2 separate regions of the Ostrinia nubilalis genome follow, and region 1 is linked to region 2. A link is a contact called in public Hi-C data. All regions are on one chromosome and are shown on one strand. Each heading gives the region's core, a stretch centred on a gene start, on an enhancer-like site or on the middle of the called end of the contact. The rest is flanking DNA. Distances are from core to core; before and after follow the strand shown.

Region 1 (3,352 bases), core at 775-3,274, 220 kb after region 2:
CTGGTTCTCCACAATGATGCAGAGCAACTGGCCCACTGGGACTCCCTTGGTGCCAGCAGGGATCAGAATCTTGGCCAGAAAACCTTCTTCAGGAGTTTCAAAGCCCATGGTGGCCTTGTCGGTTTCAATCTCACAAAGTAGATCACCTAAAACATAAGCATGTAGATCCTGTAGATGTAGGTAGAATTTAAATTCATTTAGAACATGATAAGAGTATTTATTTACCAAAAGAAGGAGACTAGGAAAGTTTGCTCCTAATTATTAAGAAACTTCTAAATAAAAAAAAAACATTTTCTACATCACTGGTTCTTTGAAGGATATCAAGCAGTCTAGCCCTGCATTTAGTATCCAATAACATTTACATAATCATCATAAATATCACTATCACTATCATGATTGATACATCAGTGCTGAATGTGACTTTATCAGATGACCTTCATTTACACATAAGGATATATATTTTTCACAAAAGCAAATCTTTGGGCAGAAGTAAAACATGTGAATTAGAATAAATGCTAATTGTTTCTCATCTAATATTTGCACTTATAAATAGCAAGTTTATCACACATTTATCTTTTTGAGACAGACAGCACAATACTTTTGATTAGATAAATAACATAACAATAATCCTGTTACAAGGCACTATGTGTGCTTGCTTTTGCCTTGTGGTAGGGCAAATTAAATCATAATCTGTGCATACCTTCACTGAGTTTGTCACCCTCCTTCTTTTCCCAGCTGACAATGGAACCATTCTCCATGGTGGGTGAAAGGGCAGGCAGGTTGACTTTTGTGTGTGACGGCAAGCTCGAGTACTGTCTTAGCTGCAGCGTCCATTGCTGGTCTATGACTTTGTTTGACTGTGATGGAGTCAATAACCTGAATGTAACAGACAAGTATAAGACTACAAGCATTTATATTGTTAGTACGTTATAAGAATCTATTTCTGTTCTAGTTGTTTGTTTAGGTATAGTAATCTCATTTGATGATATGTTCACGTGGAATTGCCGGCATTCTTGCTTCCGCTAAATGTCAATTACAAGGTGAAGAACATTGACGTTTTGGTTATGCAACTGACACCGCAAACTTGGTACGGGAAAAATATCTAGTTTAACCTGTGTTTCAATAATGATGACTTACCCACGTAGTAAATATTTATAAATAGTGTTTTGGATGACTGTAACCAGTATCTAAAGGGCACTTACTTGTTAGAATGTTTCCTTCTGGCTAACTCTGTACTCATACATCTCGTCACATTGGATCGTACAGCCTTTTTTAAGCCACTGCTCAGCGCCTGGTTTCGTAAAACAATCGTTCGCAACATTTTTCTGTTTAGAATTGCACTAAATCTAAGCCGTCCAGGTGATCAGGACGGTTTATTATCCGTGAGATCGACCTTCTCCAACTTGTAGGTCGTTGAATAAAATCAAAATCGTCAACGAAACGTCGAAAATGACATCAAATGTCAATCATTGATTTTTTTTACGGATTTTACGGTAGGGTCGTAACAAAAATAAAAATCGGTTTTGTGACTAATTCATAGAACATTTTTTTACTGTAAGTTCATCAATGATTCTTCACTGATGGATGAAATACATAATTAATTTCACATTAAACATACAAATATAATGGAAATTCAATCTAATCCAAAAATTTTTCGTTAAAAAATCTCTACACATAATCGAAAGAAAAAAATTGTTGGCCCAAGTTTTGAGGCCTGCGGATTTTTGAAAAAATATTTCGTTGATGTTTGTTTAACGTTATTTTAACGTCACATGAAAACTATCAGAACCTAACAGTGGGTCTAGACAAAGTGCAAATTATATTCGCAAACCAGTCGAAAAGTGGTCGAAAAGCCCCTTTTTTGTACGGAGTTTTGACGGATTCGATTCGATCAAAAAGTGCGTTTTGTCTAGGGGGGCTGAACATAATGTAAAACACTTGTGTGAGTTTTATGTCATATTACGTGTAACAGTCATTTACGGATTATAATTTCTTTTTAATTTTCTTAAAAATCCGTGGGCCACAAGGTCTCAGTTTAGCTGTAGCTGTCAGTTTCACTATTGACGTTTTTGACAACGTCAAAGCCGCTCTTTCTTTCTGTTGTCTGTCAAGTGTTAGGCAGGTTTAGCAAAAATGGTGAGAATTAAATTCATAAAAATTGCACCAATCACTTGTAAATTATAAAAATAATAGTGTTTATTTAAATGTGCATAGTTAAAATATTTCTACGTGGTTAATATTTTCGTAATAAGTCACGAAATTTTGCAATTTGGTGACAAGTTTTCGAAATGAAGTGCAAGTGTTTTACACTCAATGTTGTGAATTATTACAGGCCAAGCGTACAAAGAAGGTCGGAATCACTGGCAAATATGGAACCCGTTACGGTGCTTCCCTGCGTAAAATGGTCAAGAAGATGGAAGTGACCCAACACGCCAAATACACTTGCTCCTTCTGTGGAAAGGTTAGTGTACATAATTATCGTCTTATTCCGTTTACAACTCTATTAAACATTACATTTTGTGTTAGCTTTCCCAATTCCCCTCTTAGAACCGTAATTTTTGTGTACAATTTCGTGGAATTGTCTTTGTTTACATTTTGAGGTTAGTTTAAACAAAAGTGATATTTTTTTATTTTATAAATTACTACCTGCACCTTTTACGCTTGCTACACGATGGCTAAGTTTTCTTCCCCAAATATTTTACCCACTTACCAATCTTCATAAATAAACACCATTATGTAGCCTAATGTACTCTAAAATAGTATTTAACTTTACTAGTCTTTCTAATTATTGCACAATAATGTTTACTGTAATTAATTTATTAATCTGGTTCCAATAAATACAAATCATATCATCTTTCTAATGTAATAAGTCATTACAATTAACATGTTTTTGGTAAATACCTTCATCTACTCAAGAAAACTAACTGGATTATGGCTATTATAACACTGGTTATAACCTCAAATGTTTTTTCTCTTCTTTATGATCAAATTAACATTTGGTACACAGAGACAACATCACTAATTTTATAATTATTTTGTTTTCAATAATTAGGTAATTTATAATGCATTCAGTGCATTTTCCTGTTTATGAACAGGGTGGTTAAGATATTGATAAACCAATTAAATCGTTTGCCTCCTGTCACATAAAAAAAAAAAACAATTAAATTCCTGTGTTTAAAAATGTGTTTGTTATTGTCAATATAAGATTACTAACTGTAAATTTCATTTCAGGATGCCATGAAGCGTTCTTGCGTTGGCATCTGGTCATGCAAGCGCTGCAAAAGGACAGTAGCCGGTGGCGCCTGGGTGTTCTCAACCACAGCTGCGTCATCATGCAGGTCCGCTGTGAGGA
Region 2 (3,064 bases), core at 112-2,611:
GCTAGAATTTCATCATCTGCAGGGTTTGTAAGAGGTGGCAAGTCTTCTGGGTCTAAAATCCCTTGCTCCACCAATTCCTTCCTCAAACATTTCTCTAATGTTAGTGAGTTCTTGTAACTATTCTTAGTGTTAGGGATTTGTTTAACATTTATGTCAGGTACTTCATAAGGCATCACATTTTCTTCCATCAGTGCTGAGACAAGTCTCTGAGTCAGTGGACCTGTAATCATGTTTTCATTTGATTTATTGTCCAACTTTTTACGAATGCTCGATGCATCAGGAGACATCCCAGATTTATGTCTGTTGAGGCTTGAGGCATTTTGGTCCTCGGTCAGATGTTCATCAGCCCACACCTCCGAGTAATGTCTCCCTAATGGAGGTATAGGTGGGAGGGTTGTGTTACTGCTCTGTGCCAATAAGGATTCCAAAAATTTTATATCATCCAGTGTGATTGGAGCACAATAAGGTTCTACAGAATTCCAGAATTTGTATGGAATGTTATTCTTTGGCAATGCAAACTGTGACATTTCCAACTTCACAGAATTGTCAGAATTTAATGGATCATTTGGATAGCTGTGTGAAGCTCCGGAGGTATTTGAGAAGTTTTTAAACTTAGGTACTTTTGGTTGGTTGGATAATTTTGTGTAATCTTTGGTCTTCACTAATTTGTTGTCTTCCATGAATTTTCTTTTGACAGGGTACTGTAATTGTTTTCCAGCAGCTTTACCCTTCTTTTCTCTCTTAGATTCGTTGGTATCAATGCTGTCGATTTCCGATTGAAAATAGCGTATTCGTAAGGCAGTGTTGCACAGCAGGGACTCCAGCTCCAGCTGCAGGGCATCCAGCTCGTCCATCCCGATCGGCTCGTCCGAGGAGCGCGCAGCGATCGCCGTAAACCTTGGAAGATGCACGGCATTATCTTGAATTTTAGTATACGGTATTGGACAAGTTTCAACCTTGATTTTACCAGCAGAAACAGATCCTGGTATTTTTGCAGGCTTATTGTAAGGCGAAATTCCCGGGCTCGAAGGCTTCCCGCCATCGTGACCCTTGCTCGCCAGCCTGCCTTTGCTGTTGTGATGCATCCTCTTTCCCAACATCTTGATACAATCAAATTTGCCCGCGTAAACACTTCAAAGATGCATACGTACTGTCATGTCATGCGTCACAGTTACGCCCAATTTATTTATCAATCAAATTCCTTATCCATTCTGCACGCAATTAAATGTATTTACTTAGCAGGAATGCACTATTTTACGTTGGGTCTTAATTAATTATGCAGTTTTACCAAAAATCGAACTAAAATACCACGACAACGATAAACGAAATCTGACAAGTAAGAACAATATGGCGGCCTTAGGGATGCTCGACCCTAGACTCATTTTTCCCGAGTTTAAATATTCTTTGTCTTTCCCTATCTTAGTTATTTTACAACTTGTGATTGATAACGCTCGCTGTATTAACTTGTTCAGCAAGCAATTTATCCAATCTAATAGAGTTCGTTAGTCTTAGAAAGAACGAAGGTAAGTAATATGAGAAAACACTACTGTGGGCATGTTAAAATTCTAAATGTAGTTTTTATAATATTCACTGTATTTATAACGATTTTAAGACAAAACAAAAATTCATATTGAGACTTTCACATAATATTTAAAACATACCTAAATTTTAAGTGATTAACACAAAAGTCAGGAGGGAATACTATGAATGCTGGTAACCCAGAAAAACTATAGGCGTGAACATCCATACCGGTTTTCTGACTCGTATCGTTTTTTATAAACTTCGAGTAGAAAATGGATTAGGAGACGACCTATTACATTTATTTGGTTCTTGTTTGGGAAGGTATCTAATGGATAAAACATAATGCAAATGCATTGCATAAATTACTTTTTATTGAAATTAAAAGAAGAGTTAAGATTCTAGATTCTTTTCTAGATCTATTGGTTCATTAATTTATTTTGAGTTTAGACATAAAACCGGATATATAAAATGACGTGATGGCTTCCCTATCCCTAATTTGTCAGTCTTTCCTTACTCTTTGGTTTAGTCTGACATCTACTGTCATTTATATGACAGCGTAATTTCTCTTTGGTTTTTGCAAGACGTGAATTCGGTGCTTTCTTCACGTTATTAACAAATTAGTGTGAAGTTCCTGAGTTATAAAATGATTTTGTGTTGAGAATTTAGATGCGAACTGAATGTAGCACCTTGGACATGCAATGAAAGTTATTTTGTTTACAAATTTCTTTAGGTGCATTACGACACCCAAGTGCTCACTTGTGAGCCCTAAGAGTATGATTGAAATGAAGTAAATGTATGCAATAACTTCTCAACAAAATGGGAGACATGAGTTTGAAATGCCCACTCTGCTGCAATCAGACTTTTGATTCAAAATTGTCACTTGTAGAGCATTTGGCGAATATATTATCTAATCTAACTTGTCCTATTTGCGAGAATAGGTGGTCATCGTTGGCCCATCTTATAGAACATTTGAATCTTGACGATTGCCAAAGTCAAGCCATCCACATAAAAACTATAGATGAGTCTGAAGAGGATTCAGTAATAAATCCCGCACCTCCTTCAAATCCAAGTGAGAATGACAGTGGTAAGTGGGTTTACTTAATCTGAAAAGTACATAAACATTGTCCCCATCCCCTAAAATATTTGTTTTTTTTTAGAAATTCGAATCGAAAATGTAACCACTGTTGAAACTGTTAATGAAAGTGTGGAGAATGAAAACTTTGTGAGTAGCATACCAACTGAGAATAGTCACATAGAAATAAAGCTTACTACTGACGGTCTAAATGATGGGAAAATGTATGTGGAGTATGTGAACCATGATAAGTTGAACTCATGCTTGCAAACCCAAGAGCTGAAACTGTTGACGGAGGATGGTGAGATGGAACAGTTTGTGGTGATGTCACCGAACAGTGGTGAACTCAGTTTGGGGGGTGCCATTGTCACGAAACAGAATGAAGATGGAACCATCTCCCTAACTACAGTTAAAGGTATGTTATCATTTTTTTTTATAATTAGTTATTAGATATTCCAAGTGATTTTCTGA

Evidence for each region. A called contact is a pair of places that touch in the nucleus more often than the background predicts.
Region 1: a contact with region 2 is called in a Hi-C map of whole body, with 10 times the contacts expected there. The contact joins the promoter of LOC135078930 here to the promoter of LOC135078494 in region 2. A contact is called at or near these places in 3 of 5 Hi-C or Micro-C datasets (whole body and whole larva).

What each region holds. Positions count from the first base shown.
Region 1 is chr15:9,934,403-9,937,754 of ilOstNubi1.1, forward strand. It overlaps LOC135078930 (large ribosomal subunit protein eL43), which reads left to right and starts at 2,025. Exons shown (of 3, transcript XM_063973530.1): 1 at 2,025-2,136; 2 at 2,333-2,461; 3 at 3,232-3,352. The coding sequence starts at 2,134. It overlaps LOC135078910 (dihydrolipoyllysine-residue acetyltransferase component of pyruvate dehydrogenase complex), which reads right to left and starts at 1,449. Exons shown (of 10, transcript XM_063973485.1): 1 at 1,203-1,449; 2 at 701-876; 3 at 1-146. The coding sequence starts at 1,321.
Region 2 is chr15:9,712,556-9,715,619 of ilOstNubi1.1, forward strand. LOC135078494 (transcriptional adapter 3-A) reads right to left here and starts at 1,362. Exons shown (of 1, transcript XM_063973037.1): 1 at 1-1,362. The coding sequence starts at 1,100. It overlaps LOC135078920 (zinc finger protein 595-like), which reads left to right and starts at 2,075. Exons shown (of 15, transcript XM_063973516.1): 1 at 2,075-2,605; 2 at 2,679-3,008. The coding sequence starts at 2,338.